Regions from separate parts of the Mus musculus genome. Here region 2 is linked to region 1. Evidence: chromatin contacts called from public HiChIP or PLAC-seq data. All regions are on one chromosome and are shown on one strand. The core of a region is the stretch at or near the end of the contact, and the rest is flanking DNA. Distances in the headings are between cores, read along the strand shown. Region 1 overlaps Ddc (dopa decarboxylase). Region 2 holds the start of Cobl (cordon-bleu WH2 repeat).

Region 1 (7,735 bases), core at 2,809-5,308:
GGTTATTTTTTGGCACCATGCCACTGACATCAAGTTTGTTTATGAGCTCCGTTGCTGGCAAGAGGCTCCAGAGAAAAGGTCAGAGTGTGGGATGGGAATTGAAGACCCTGTCTCTGAGTCACTCAAAAGATAGGCTGAGACCAGTAGTTATGTATGTCCCCAACATGGCTACTTTATCCTCGTTAAGAAAAGACCTAGACTTTCCTGATTCCCAGTAGAAGTCAAATAATTACTTCAGAAGTCCTGGATAGAGAATGTGAACCCTCCCTTGCAGTGCAGTGCACCGTGGGTATGTTAGGTGTTCCAGCTGAAACTACCATGCTACAGTTGCTATTGCCTAGAAAGCAGGGGTGTGTGCAAGCTGCAGCACGCTTTGCTTGGCCTGCATTTCTGGGAGAGATTTCCAAGGTGCCTGACTCCCTATTGTGCCCAACAGGGCTGCAGCCAGCCTTTGTGTTTTCCCCTAGTCTGTGTCCAAGACACTCTAGAAACTGTGGTTTGTGACTCCACACAGGGCTCTCTTCCCCATGCTGTCCTGGGATCTAGGGTTGTAGGCACCAGAGAACATGAGAGTGCTAAACAGGCTTTTCAGAACCCATGTGGGAGCACTGAGTCCAGGATAAGAAGGAATTTGACTCAGAGTGTATAGAGCAGCTGCTCTGTGCCAGATGCCAGTCAACACCCTTGAATATGGAGATGAGACGACCCCCCCCCCCACCTCCTTATTATTTGAATCATTCTTTGTATCACCAGCTCCATTAACAATTCAGCCTTCCAAATGTGTCCTGGGCATCCTGCTTTCAGGGACTCCCCTTGAGTCAGTTACCTTGAATGAGCCACACAGAACACTTAGCCCTAGCCAGTCCTTGGATAGTTTCATGTCTGCCACAGAAGTCATCACTTATAAGCCTGGAGGAAAAAAGGATACCTTTTCTTCTAATGGCCTCTCTCTAATGGCTGCTTTTTGTCTTTCTCTTTTCTCCAGGATTCATCACTGACTACAGGGTAAGTGAGTGGCTTTGCCCATTGTAATCAAACTCTGAGGTGCCAAGGGCTCCCTACTGTGCTGTTGCTGTCACACACACACCCCCACCACATTCCGGAGCAGGAGGCCACAAGAGGCAGCTTCTAAATGTGTTCTGACAGACATATTAGGTGGCTTTGCCGTAAGCATCTCTGCCACGTCCATCAAGGGTCGGTCTTCACAGCCCACGTGGCCCTTTTTTCTGCCTTCTGCCTGTACTTGGGGCAGCGTCCTGGGGAGTGCTAGGGCAGAGTCAGAGAAGAGCCAGCCTCTTGGACAGGATCGTAGTCTTGGCAGTCTTTCCTCTACTCACTTTACTTCTTTCTCCATTTTTTTTTTTTTTTAATATTCACCACAAATGTTTTCTGGATTTTGAAAACACCAGGATGTCCCAGCTTTGCTCTGGAAAGGAATTTGGAACCGCAAGTAATGCTGGGAGGTTTCTTCCAAGAATAGAAGCCAAGCCGGGCTGGGAACATGAGGGGCCCACTGCATCTGCTGTCTCTCTCAGAACACGAAGGGGCCCACTTCATCTGCTGCCTCTCTGACTAAAAAAAAAATCTGACCTGGCTTATTTGCTGGGTGGGGAGGCGGGTGTGCATGGTGAACACAAGACACTATCAAAGCATCTTGTCCGAAGTAGTGTGTCTAAATTCTTGGGGCAGTATGTCAGCCACTGATAATAAGGGGTAGCAGGATTGCCTCTCCTAGACACAGAGTACCCTTCCTTCTTCTGATGACAGCTGCAGGCTGGCAGGTGCAGGTTACCAGGGAATCTTCATCCTATCTTCTCCCAGGCCAGAGTCTCATGGAAGCTTGTGCTATGGGGAAAAGCTAGGACTTGTGCAGCTATGGGTATGGCCAAGAGAACACTCCATTTTCTCCTTTAACTTTGTACAAGCTAGCCCTATTTAGGATCCAAGTTACCTTTTAGAAAGCACAATTTAAGGGATACTATAAGAATAATATTAAAAGTAGTTTGAGGATAAGATCACTTAAAATCTTTTCATCCTGACACTTCTGTGGGCTTTGGATTTGTATTACTCTTGTGGGGGGTACAAATGCCAGACTTTTGAGAGGAAAAGCTCTACGTTAAACAGAGCTTGGCAAGTCTGTCAGCAATTGTCAGCAGACCCTCCATTGTTTTAAGTGAACTTGGCATGAGGTCAGATGTCCCCTTCCCCACAATGGTACTTAAACTGTGCAGAAGCAAAATGGAAAAACAAACAAACAAACAAAAAAACCCCGCACATCCTATGGCCTTATTGTCTCATTCTGATTTTATATACTTGGTAAAAGTTGCAGGACTGCTGCATAATAATTCAGGAAAACCAGAGGCCTTCATAAAGAAACAGTTTAATAATAAGGAATTAAACTAGGGAGTAAAGTCTGATGGCGCACACCCTTAACCCCAGAACTCAGGAGGCAGGGGCAGGAGGTTCTCCTAGCCTACCAACCTAGCCTACTAAGTCCATGCCAGCTGGGGCTACATAATGAGACTGTGCCTCAAACAAAAAGCAATTATACCATAGGCATACAAGTATAGGGGAAACAGCATATATACATTTGGTGTTGTCTCAGATTTCATGATTCAGGGAGGAACGACTGCATTTAAAAATAAACTCTGTGTTCCTAGAAGCAGCACGGAGCTCACTCTTAATTGTAGCTAAAGCTAATTCTTAGTGGGCTCTGTGATGGTAGACAGCGGGCGAGTTTAGGGTGCTTTTCCCAACTGTAGAACACCACCCAGAAGGGAGACTGCGCTTTCTCTCCAGGAGACTGGAGCCTCCGGACTAGATAAGAAGTAAAGAGCTCCCCTCCCCCAGCCCGCCCTTTGTAAGCCCAAGTAAAAGAATTTCAAAGAAAGCCAGGAAGTAGTGCAAGGCCATCCTCCCGACAGGCCTGTGTCTCATGCCTGCCCTTTCCTACGTGCTTTTATTGCATTTCCAACCATCATCCATCACCATCAAGAAGAATGTGAGGAGCCAGTGTGAACAGCCTGTCAGATGACCGTCTGGAAAAGCTAGGAGAAGCAGAGGCAGGCTTCTTTGGTAAAAGGGTATTAGGGGTCACTCCCCAGAGGTCAGTGAGACAAAGGCGCTGATACTGTTTCAGAGTGCAGCTTCAGTGCATCCAGGCAGAGAAAGGCAGACACACAAGGAGTTCAGCACCCTCTCTCTGCCTGGATGACCTCCTGCCCCCTCGGAAGCTGCCTAGGGCAGGACCACATCATTCCTATTTCTTCCTGGAGTGCCTCCTCTGGGGTGTACTCAGCAGACATTTGTGCGTTGAAAATGGTAAACTTCAGTGCCTCTCGTTCAGTGTTTCTTCTGTCCTCATCTCCACAGGATGTGAAGGCAGCTTCTCCCTCTCTTCTCCCCAGCTCACACAACAAGTTGTACGCCTTCCCGGCTGGGAAACGGCCATTCTATAGGAAACTGGCTGCTTCCAGAAGAAACCGGCTGACTGGGAAGCTGAAAAGGAGCCTGGCTGTTTGCACTGTTCTCACTGACGGGTTCTTTATATTTTATTTCAGCACTGGCAGATCCCACTGGGGCGACGATTTCGCTCTTTGAAAATGTGGTTTGTTTTTAGAATGTACGGAGTCAAGGGGCTGCAGGCTTACATCCGAAAGGTGACTGCCTTCTTTGTTTATCTAATGTTCTAACGGTCGGTCGTAGGAAACTCAGAAACGAATTCAGGTGTCTTTGTAAGCAAACACCATCATGCATTGCCTAACAACAGGGATAAGCTCTGAAAAGTACATCATGAGGCCCTTTCATAAACATGAGGGCATCAGAATTTTCATATACAAGCAGAGACAGACAATTTCCTAGAAGGGACAGGCCTTTGGGGACAGAGGAATGGATGTGATAAGTTATTCTCCCCCAGTGAAACGAGTCAATTCAAACCAGGTTTGAATAAAGGCAGGTTTCTTGGGAAGCAGCTCTGGGGCGAGTTCACTGGTCCCAAGGAACGAGGCGCCACGAGGAGCGAGACAGAGGGGAGGGGGAAGAGAAAGCGAGAAAGAGCATGCGCGTTCAGGGAGAGAGAATGCAGAGAGGGGGGAGTGAGGGGGAGCGAGAGGCCAAAATGTCTGGATTACATAGGAAAGAGCTTCTGGGGGAGGGGAGGGGAGGGGAGGGGAGGGGAGGCCCAGCCCGGGGCTGGAAAGTTCAGGCTGGAAAGAGAGTGAGAGCAGCCATGATCTGCTGTTGTCTGAAAGAGCGTTTTTTTTTTTTTTTTTTTTTTTTTTTTCCTTAAGCACAGCGTTGGAATCAGGCAGTAGTTTGGGCCTTTACGATTAAGGCACTCACAAACTGGTTCTATGTATCTTCTAAGACACTTTCATTAGAATATAGGTTATCAGCTCCAGGAAGTTAATTAAAAGCAGTGTGTAAATTTAATGTTTTCCACGTATCCATCCAGCAGTAATTTTGACGGAGCAATACTAGTAATGAGAGCATAATGTTTTTCTCCCCCACTACCGCCAAACAAAATGAAATAAAACAAGCAAGCAAACGAACAACAGCAGCAACAACAACCCAAACCTCCCAAACTAAGAAAACCTTTGAGTTGGTTGGGATAGATACCATCTAGTCCTTTTGTCTCAAGGAGGCTTTCTGGGCAGTATGGAACTTCGGTTCCAATAAGCCACCCAGTCACTATGATGTGCCTTAAAGTAGCTTGAGGAGCCGCTTATTATTCTAAGTCCTACTACCCTACTTTTTTTGTTTGTTTGTTTGTTTCCAGGCTAAGCCCTGAGTATGAGCCAGGACATGTCTACCCATTTAGTCAGATGCAGAGGGCCCAGTGACTTCAGCTGAGTCCTTTCTAAGCCACAACATCATCTTGATGAGGCAAGCATGCCTGTGGTTTCCAGCCTGTGGTGGTGACAGCTTTCCCCTTAAGTCCCACTGCATTACCAGATGTGCAGCTAAAGGCAGGGGCTGAGTGTCTCGGGCCCTCTTCTATGACAGGATGCAGAAAAGCAGTTGTTAGAAGAGTACCCGTGTCTCTTCTAAACTGGCATCTGTCCAGGTCACAAAACTGTTGTAAGGAAATGTATGCAAACATTGAGCAGTGTAAGAAGCTACACAGGGGAAAGAACTAGAAACCTAGAGTGTGTGTAGATTTCTAGATAGTCCCTGATCCAATTGCAAACGGGATAAGGAGGGTGAGTCAACTTGTGTGTAATAAGAAAGAAACCCCAAGTGGTTTATCAGTCAAAGGTGGTGATGACTCTCAGTTCAGGACAGCTCACTGCGATTAGCTTGTGCCAGGTTAAAGACACACCACACCTCTTTCTGGAAAGGCCCCAATCCAGCCTTCACAGGAGACCATAGGAATGGTCAAAGATGGCGTTCCTAGGCTTGAGCTAATTGAAGAGCATTTTAGTCCTGAATCTTTGGTGCCCTCTGGTGGGAAGACTTGAGACAATTGCTTCTGTGGCATCTATGACCAAACAAGCTGTGTGTGCTTCAGCTCCTCTAAAGGATGGGCCTTGTGGAAGGTAGTGCTGGATGCCAGGAGGCTCCAATTAGCTAAGTGTGCCCTTGGAGAGTGAGCAAATGTTCATATGTGGTTTTAATCAGTTTTTGAATTCTTTAAACATCTAGAGATTAAATAAGTTGGTGTATTCAATGCGATCACATAGCGTTTTCTTTTTCCTTTTAATTATTTTATTATTTTGGAGCTAGGGTCTCAGTATGTAGCCTTGGTTGGCCTGGGGCTCAGTATGTCGATCAGGTTGGCCTCAGGCTCAGTATGTCGATCAGGTTGGCCTGGGGCTCAGTATGTCGATCAGGTTGGCCTCAGGCTCATAGAATCTTCCAGGTGCTGTGATTACAGGCACACACCATCACACCAGAGGGGACACAGCTCTTGAATGTGGCAGGTTAGGGTGATTCCTGTCTGTAAGTTGGAATCAGGCTGGGATCACTATCCCATTTACTGCAGAAGTGATACCCCAGTGTACACATCAGATGCAGCTGATGTGAATCTCAGCTGAGCCCAGGTATGACTGAGGCCTACGCTATGACACTTGTTCTTGCAGGGTCTCAGTTTCCTATCTACAAATTAATAAAGCTATCATGAGGAGGTCAAGGTGGCCTTTTTTTCTTTTAGAATCTTCAACTACTTCTTTATAATGTTTATTATAAAATTATAAACGGAAGGGGGTTAAAACATAGATCCATGGACAGAAGAAAATGAGGTTTTTTTTTTTTTTTTTTTTTTTTGAGGAAGCTGGAATCCTTGTGGTATAGGGCAGATGAGTTTCTTCTCAACCTATGTGGGAAATGCTGGTGAGGATGCAGGACATTGCTCAGCGCATGTGAATGACTAATAGATGTGCAGCCCTATAAGGTACTGGGTGGCCAGGGTTAGGCTAAAGTTGTGATGAGAAAGACAGCAAGTTTCCCTTCCCTTTTTCCAGCACGTGGAGCTGTCTCATGAGTTTGAGTCACTGGTACGCCAGGACCCTCGCTTTGAAATTTGCACAGAAGTCATTCTTGGGTTGGTCTGCTTCCGGCTAAAGGTATGTTATGCCAGTGTCAGCCATCTTTGTTTTTGTTGAACACAATAAAGTATTATTCAGGACATCCACAAGCAAAGTTGTGTACCAGTTGCCAAGGGCTACAGAACATGACCTGTGGTGCTAAGCAGGCCGCGCTGGCTGGCTGACTGGCCCAGTAGACTCTCCTCCATGGACTTGCTGCCCAGTTTCCTCTGATGTGATTGGATGCTTTCCTCTTGACCCAATGCCAAGAGTCCATCCAATACCTCTGGAACTGTAATCCTCTGCTGAGTTGCCTGTGGCCTCAGTAACCAGGTCACCTGTGGACACACAACATCAGCACATCTGGGAACCGGGTTGATAAACAAACCCCACTGTCCTAGTCATCTGGCTATATATACCTCCACAAGATTCCTGTGCAGAGCGGGTACCTGAGTTCTGTGTTCTCCTTGGGAGGGAAGCCTGCCCAGATCGGCACGGGAGTAAGCTATCTTTGCAGAGACTTACACAACCATGTTACTCAAAAGGCCCTGCTCATCACTGTCTTATAAACGAAACCAGATGCTCTGGCCGTTACTAAGATGGCTTTTAATAGGCCAACAGTTTTATGTTTTGTTTTCTTCCTCCTCGCCTTCCTCTCCTCCTTTTTACAGTACTGAGATGGAACCCAGAGCTTCACAGATTCAGGACAAGTTCACACTATGCCATAATACCAGAACCTGCCTCCTTTTTCTCCCCTTTTAAAAACTAAGAGAAAAGGGCTCCAAGATATTACCCAGGCTGACCTGAAACTTGCAATCCTCCCAAGTAGTTGGGTCTGCAGACACATGCCACTACACTTGACTGGAAGTTTCTGAATCAGTTCAAAAGGTCTTCAGGAGACCTCCTTGTTCAAGCTTAGACAACAGTCATGAGAAGGAGCAATCTGGGATACATCATTTTCATGCTGTTGCACTCCCTGTACCACCTCCTTCCCTCATCTTGATTCTTAAAGGTTTGAGATAAGATCTAAGTTTGGGAGATTCTAGAAGGATCAATCACAAGCGTTATGGCGTGAGTGCTAGAGAGGAGCCCCATGCTTTCTGCAAGCATGAAATGTAATGTCTAAGGAAGATGTATAGAATGACCAAGAAAGTGGGCCATAGGTAGCTTGTGTGGGATGCCTCAAGTATATGTCTCTGGAGTTCGGTGTG
Region 2 (7,735 bases), core at 3,611-6,110, 640 kb before region 1:
TGTCTGCTTTTGTTAAACACAATTGGTAAGGTAGTTGGTTGGGACCCTGCCCTGAAATTATCATTTCTACCACACTCGGAAAGTAACCTTGCTCTGTCCTAAGCTGACCTTGAACTCAGGAATCTGCCTGCCTTTGTATCTTTCTGACAAGCTAGCCCATAGTGTACATGCTTTTGTTCCTTCAGATTCATGAAGCCCCTCATAATTCATATTGCATCTTTATATTTTGCATAGTTAAGAAATTATATACTTTTAAAGTCATGTATTTAGAGCTCTTTCCCATAGCCCTAAGGGCTGTCCTAAAGGTCCCAGCATTTACCATTTTACAGACATGGCATATCTCAACTGGTCTCGTACTGTTTCTAATTCTCATGGAGTCATTAATTTAACAGGGAGGACATTCCTTGGAGGAAAGTGAAAATATGTACATTATTATACAAACAAACCTTATTCCCACAGCAGTCATTGATACTCATGGAGTCTCAGCCCCAGGGCCCTATCCTTGGGGCAGGGACTATGTCACTTTGTCAGGTTTGGCAGTGTTTCCTAGGCACTTCTTAATCCAATCAAGTTGACAGTCAAAGTTAACCATTGAAGATACCAACCTAAAGAGAAAGTGATTCAATTCTTGCCTTGAAGCAAAGTTGAGAGTGGAACAGCAAAGTGGATGGCAAGACACAAGGCCACCCAGGCTTCCCTCAGAAGACCTTGGGCCTAAATATAATGTCTTTTTGTTGTAGCCTCCAGCTGGATTCCACAAGCTGCACTGAGATGCCAAGCAGTTTCAACTGTAAGACTCACACTTTGCCCAGGAAAGTGGTTTCTAAGACTTCAAGTACCCAAGCACGATGGCTGGAGAAGACTTTGGATCTGAAGTTACTTCTTTAGCTTCATTCACATACAGAGAACCTCATCCCTGCTCTGGAGCAATGTTTACTGCCAATAACCTTCTGGCCACTGTCCAGCTCTGCCTGAATGCCAGAGCAAAATGGCCCGGGTGTGGCTTCTGTTTATGTTATAGAAGTTCAAAGAGAACTCTGGTCACACATTTTTGAAGGGAACAATATACCTAAAGAAAATGCCAACTAATGTGTGCAATTAGAGTTAAAATGGTTGATTACTTAATGAGTGCCAGGTGCCACCTTAGGCACTCAATATGTCATATCTTATTTAATCTTTACCTAGACGTGTAAAGTAGATGTTCTTTATTCTTTCTCCTGGGAGCTGACTTATTATTATTAACAACCTGCTTATTTGTAGTAGTGGGTCAATTCTTAAAACAATTTTATATATATATATATATATATATATATGGTTTTTCAAGACAGGGTTTCTCTGTATAGCCCTGGCTATACATCCATACACACACACACAAACACACACACACACACACACACACACACACACACACACACACACATATATATATATATTGGTTTTTTTTCAAGACAGGGTTTCTCTGGCTGTCCTGGAACTCACTCTGTAGACCAGGCTGGCCTCGAACTCAGAAATCCGCCTGCCTCTGCCTCCCAAGTGCTGGGATTAAAGGCGTGTGCCACCACACCCGGCAACAATTATAATTTTTAATGGTTTGTTTTCTATATCTATGCTAGTCTCTTCAGACTGCCATAACAAAAATACCTTGGAATGGACAGCTTGAAAGATGGAAATTCATTTTTAGAGCCCTTGAGGCTGAAGCAGACAAGACTGTTAGGCTGTCGGGCTTGGGTTATGGTGAGAGGCTGCTCCCTGTGTTGTACACAGCCACCCTTCACTGAGTACTCACACAGCCTTTCTTGTGCATATTCAGAGCATGCTGACATTTCTCCTATTCTTACAGGACTTCTACCATGTGAGATTAGAGATTGAACAATCTGTCCTTGCTTCATCTTACCTCCCCAGAACCTCTCTCCAAATCCTGTATACTATAGACCAGGACTTATTTATTATTTTTTTAAAAAGCCACAAATTCAGTCTGTACAATAAACAACCACTTTGGAGTCACAATTTACACCAATCATGTTTTTATTTTTTTATTTTTTTAGCAATTTACATGTGTTTTAATCACAGTCGTTTGGCCAGAAGAGTAGTGAGAGCTATGTCAAGGCTGGTAGGCAGCCTCACTTGTGTGAGTAAGGGCCCATGCATAATTTGGTATGCTTTATGTTTTTATTTTTAAAGGATTCCTAAAGTCATGTGAGGTTAAGACCCCACAAAACCTGAATTTGTTCAGACGGATCTCACATTTCACAGAAGGAAATGAATGTTTAAAGGAAAGGAATTTGCTGCGGCCAACATTACCAGTCAGTACAAGATCAATCCAGAAGCTACTGTGTGTGACCTTCAGTCCTTGGGCCAACAAATTTTGCATCCCTGAGAGCCCATTAGGAACAAAAGCTCTCTGGTGCACCACTGACTGGATCAGAATATGCATCCTTTGAACATTCAAATTCAGGAAGCACTGACTTAGACAGACCACCTCTTCCCCTCACTATGTGCCCTTCATATGACCTTGGGCCTTCCTGGGCACCCTGTATCTGGTCTAGGTTTATTCTAGTAGATATAGGATGTCCAGGAAGGTCCAGGGTCATATCAAGGGCACATAGTGATGGGGAGAGTTAGCCTGATGAACCTAACATCGTCAGTCCAAGAGGACTAATCAAATAACGCAAACTGATAAATACATCCCCAACCCCTCAGCACTTAAAATATTTTAATATTTAATAATGGGTCTAGTTCTACCCGTTACCGGCCTTCATGTATATCTGTGGAATACATGCTTTTGGAAACAACAGTGCTTAGATGGATCTGTTGGCACACTTTACACTAGGATGGCTGGCTTGGGAATGCCAGGGCTGACCTATTTACACAGCAAGCAGAGGTCTTGGGTGCTTAGACCCTCCTGCTGGTATGAAGCCTAATCTTGCCTTTTGCTTCACTGTGATAACTCTTCTCAGTTTGTGCCACCCACTCCATTTCCCTTTTGGGTTTCTCAGACTGTGGTGTTTAGTGGCTTCTGTAGACTTGGAGGTTGTCCAGGCCCAGCACTGCCAGGGCCTTTTTCCTAGGACAGAAATCAGAAGCTCAGCCTGGAGGTGGGCAGTGCCATCCTCTCGTGATTTTTCTGTGGTATTCTGTCTCTGACAACCAACTATCTGCCATGCTCATGATTTCTGGCTTCTCTGTACCCACTGTTACTTCTCACTGGGGTCCAGGCCCCTAGTTCCTGGCCTACCGGCCCCTCCCAGGTTACCCTTTCCCAAAGTAGTGTCCAGAGCATAGAGAGATCTTACAGATTCCAGGAAAGACCTTCCGATAGCCAGACCCAGAGCTTGGGAGAGGCCTAGAAACTCAATTCATTCAATGTTCCCTTTATGTAGTGAGCCCTGATTCACCCTCATTCACTGTCTTAAAGGCTAAGAGTAATGAAAAACACCAGACAAGGCTCACTCTACACTGAGTCACATTTTCGGGGAAGAGACCCATTCCAAACACATAAAGGTAAACATATTCAATATGACATGTATATCTACATGTATTTATACCTCTTGCATGCGTAATTAATACACTCAGTTTATATAAATATAAAAGCATGTAAGCATTTTGATTATAAACAGACATATAAAGCGCGCACACACACACACACACACACACACACACAGAAGATAAAGTGATATGCTTCCATGAGGAATATCAAGACAATCGGCAAGAGTATCAAACAAAACTCAAGACAGTGGACAAGAAGCAGATGGGAGTTGAGAGTGGGGATGTCCTTTGCGACAAAGAGGTCAGAAAAGAGCTCCCTGAGGAGCAGGTATCTGAGCAGAGCCTGCAGGATACACATTGCAGATCCCAGAAGCCCTCGGGTGGGGAAATGCTCTGAGTATTGTGTTCAAAAGGAAGCCAGGCTCTGCTGTAGGTATGAAGTGGTTCACCTGCTTTGAGTGGGCACTGTGGCTGGAGCAAAGAAGGCTACTGCAGGACTTGTATTTTGTACACTGGTCTCCCCTCTTTCCTTAAACAGAAAGTTGGGGTTCAGAGGAAGAAAAGCTTAGGCAAGCTTCTGGATACAGAGTTCAGTCACAGAATTTTGCCTCTTACTGGCATTTTATTCCAATCCTGAGAACCTAGTACAACTGCTGTATTTGAAGGGCGGAACTTCATAGCAATCAGGTTCTTTTCCTGTTCCCCTAAGGTCAATTAGCAGGCTGGAGAAGGGAAGCTTAGTGGTGCTGGGTCCTCAGGTTGACTTGCAGTGAGGCCTCAGCACCTGCTGCCTCTGCTGGTATTTTTGCTCACCACTCAACATGGGAATCACAGGGCTGGGGCCACAGTAGCATTCATTACTATCCAGGCAATTAGGCTGGCAAGCAGAAGCATGCATCCAAACAGGTGCAGTTCTTGTTGGCACTGGATGTCCACACTCCAGCCTCACTGCTTTCTGATTTCTCAGAAAAAGGTGTGCCCCTTTACCCCAAGCTGCGTCCCTCTCCAGTTTCCTATGCTGCACACCAAGGACCTCATTTTGGACCACTCTCCCCTCCCCTTACAGTAGATCTCTAGTTCTAACAAAGGTTCTTTTAGGTTCTGGGGCAGAAACTGAGGCGCTAGACCGTCTATTTTTCTCTCTTCCTTCAAGTCGGTTCTCGCAGCCTAGTCGGCCCGCCTCGCCCCGCGCAGCCACAGGTGGCCAGGTATTTGCCCGCTTAGTTCCTCCAGCCGGCTGGGCAGGTGACTCGGTGCCCACCGCGGGGCGCGCGCCCCGCCCAGGTGTGCTCCGGCGGGCAGCGGGGGCGCGCGGAGAGGCGGGCGCTGGGGAGCGGCGCGCGGGCACGGGGCGGCGCCGCGGTGGGCGCGGCTGAGCCAGTTTGGCGGGGGGCGGCGCACCTTGCTCCCGCGCCCGGGGTAGCCGCGTCCGTCTCTCTCCGCACGCCCCCGCCCGCCCGGACGCCCCAGGTCGCTTCCGTCCTCTCGGCACGGCCGCTGTCCTCGCTAGCCCCGCGTGGGAGGACGATGGGTCAGCGCGGAAAAAGTGAATGAGGACGGCGGCGCCGCAGCCAGCGCCCCAGTCGGCCGGCAGAGCAACCCGCCGGCTCCATGGACGCGCCGCGTGCACTGGCGGCCAAGCCCCCCACAGGGTAAGCGGGCCCACGAGGGCGGGCGTGGCTCTTCCCGAGGTGTTGAGGACTTGGGGCGCCTGGGTCGTTGCTCCGGTAACCGTGGCAGGCCTTGCTCGGGAACACTTTCTGCGAGAGGTGCTGCTGTGAAAGCCCTTGTGTATGTTTGTGTATGTGTGTGTTGGGGGGTGGGTGGGTGGAGGGAGTGCTGTCCCTCCGTGCAGAACCCCAGCTCTGAGCTGCCTTCAGCCCCTTGCAATAGTGGCAATTACGGGCGGAGGGGGACAAGGAAAATCCAGGCCTGAAACTCCAGCTGAGTCTGTCTGGTCCCATACACAGGTTCCTCCAGCCACTCCTCGCAGGCCCTGTGGCCCGCTGCTCCCTACCTCAATGACAAGGGGGTACTTGGTCTGTTGGGACCCATGTAGCCAGGAGATCTGGGGAGGTGTGTGGGGAAGGGACTTCATGAACACTCTTCTGCCCAAGCCTTTGTGCTGGGATCTCCCTTGTGTCTGAAGAGGTGAGGACCTTCTTCATCGGACCTGTAAAGCAGAGCTGTCAATCCTGTCTTCAGGATCCTCTAGTGCCTCAACCCTTTTAGTTTCTTTTTGCTGTCTCCACACCTTGCGGACAGAGATTCCCTGTCACACTGAGGATTTTACTTGCCCAAGAGAAACTTGCCTAACACAGGTCAAATAGACTTGCCCTTTAACCCCAACTCCCCGAATCGTGCCCCTCCGTGCCCATCTCTGCCAGGACAGTTGACAACCCTTGCAGACTTGGTAGATTTCAGAGAGCGCCGTGGGGCTGGCTTTTGACCTCTTCTTTCTGGAGCAAATGTGTTATGAGTGTTGCGAATGGAATGAGTTGGGGTGGGTCCGCACCTGCTCCCGAAATGGCCCACTTTCCACTTGAGCAGCTGGATTTTCTAAGGCGGCACTGGGGACAACAAATCTCTTTTCTTTAGCAGTTATGTCCCACTGACTCACCCGATCCCTTGCCCACTGACTTTGTTGCCCAAGTGTTTATAAAAGCCGTCTAAACCAGTTCTTTATTCTTAAAATCTCCCCTGGAGGCTTCCAAAAAAGTAAGATACATTTCTAACTCATAATCTTGAAGCTACGGAATTTTTTTTTTAAGACTTTTCTTCGCTAAGGTGTGGTTGTGGTTATATAAATCCTTTGAAGAAACAAATTCCCCTTAAAAAATAGATATGGGAATACTTTTTCATGGTAATGGAGAGCCCCTAAAATGACGTTGGGAGATGTAAACAGAATTGCTTTTAAAATTGCGACTTTTCTACATTGTTACATAACTCTATTTAAGGGGACTGAATTATTTCACCACTTTTTAAAAAAATAAATAAATATAAAGGGAATATTTAGGGTGCCTGCAAAGATCCATAGAGTGCAGAAACTGATGAAGGTGTCTGGTAATAGTGAAACCACCCTATGTCCTCCAGCCAGCCTGCTCCCTAGGCAGCCAAGAGGCCAACCCAGGTTTGTCTTCCTCACTGGGTGTCACAAGGGAAAACCAAGGTGCTATGCTATGGGTGAGAGAGTAAAGCTTTACAAGGCTTGATGCCTCTGAACCTTCAGCATGTTATATGATTGTTTCCACCTCTTTGTCCAAGAAATGTAGATCTATTTTTGTAACTTGTTATTGTTGTTTCTCATTTGTTATACCTTGAATAAAGAAACACCCCCAAATATAAATATGCTTATATATTTTTAACAAAGATTACAAGTTTAGTATGACGTATTTTGAGTTAGAATGCAAAGAAAGAAATGCAAGCATATTTTATATTAAGGTGTATTGATTGCCTATCATAAAGAATTGTGACATTTGGGGCTTCAGAATGTTATCGAAAGCAATTAGAATTTGTTGGCTTGTATCTGAAATTACTGTTTTCTTTATCTCTTGAGACTAGGCAGTGTTTGCAATGTGCTTGAGGGATGTTTGTTTTTTATCTGATACCACAGAGGTTACTTATAAAGTTACTTTGTATAAACTCTCTTTTTCCCCAAGTGACAGCCACAACTGATGGGATAAATTTGTTGTTATTGAGAACACCTCAGTCATCCTCGAGCATTGTAGACTGGTTGCAATGGACAAGAGAAAGATTAGTGAAGGGAAAGACAGATGGGCTGGTGAATATAAATTCATCTCCTTAGAGTGTTATCTTTGTTAAGAACACAAATGCAAATTTTTCCTTGGACTGAAATCATATCTGTCTTCCATAAAAGCAGCAACTGTGACAGTCATCTTCCTGGGAAGGAGATTGTATGAAGATTTAATGTGTTGCTTAGGGAATTTTAGAGCTCATTGTTAAAGTGTGTGTGGTGTGTGTGTGTGTGTGTGTGTGTGTGTGTGTGTGTGTGTTTGAATGTGACTGCACACATTTTGTGATGCCTTAGTGGAAATTAGAGGGAAGCCTGGGGGTCAATTCTCTCCTCTCACAGGGACTGACCTCAGGTTGGCTGGCTGGCTAGTGTAGGAAGTGATTTTACCTGTTGACTAGTCTCACCTGTCACTAGTCAGTTTCACCTAGTCAGAAGTGATAGCTAGTGAAATATTTTAGAACACAGTATCAAGACAGAGGGCCTATTTCTGTTGGC

What was found. HiChIP or PLAC-seq counts read pairs in DNA pulled down with a chosen protein or histone mark.
Region 2: a contact with region 1 is called in an H3K27ac HiChIP or PLAC-seq map of embryonic stem cells, with 3 times the contacts expected there. The contact joins the promoter of Cobl here to the enhancer-like site in region 1. A contact is called at or near these places in 8 of 39 promoter capture datasets (cranial neural crest, embryonic stem cells, liver and 1 more), 12 of 484 Hi-C or Micro-C datasets (adipose-derived mesenchymal stem cells, embryonic stem cells, muscle stem cells and 1 more), 17 of 115 datasets of contacts at active chromatin or transcription factors (astrocytes, embryonic forebrain, embryonic stem cells and 1 more) and 1 of 9 other capture datasets (embryonic stem cells).

The regions. Positions count from the first base shown.
Region 1 is chr11:11,818,119-11,825,853 of GRCm38.p6, reverse strand. Ddc (dopa decarboxylase) reads left to right here. Exons shown (of 15, transcript NM_001190448.1): 11 at 986-1,005; 12 at 3,561-3,659; 13 at 6,462-6,563. Among named protein-coding and RNA genes, the nearest start is that of Fignl1, 13 kb to the right of the region's middle. Within about 2 kb of position 4,058, at least 228 of the 459 cell types and tissues checked have an H3K27ac peak or open chromatin away from gene starts, as enhancers often do. A contact at or near this core is called in adipose-derived mesenchymal stem cells, embryonic forebrain, embryonic stem cells and 3 more, where this site is marked.
Region 2 is chr11:12,462,085-12,469,819 of GRCm38.p6, reverse strand. It overlaps Cobl (cordon-bleu WH2 repeat), which reads left to right and starts at 4,860. Exons shown (of 15, transcript NM_172496.3): 1 at 4,860-5,138. The coding sequence starts at 5,098.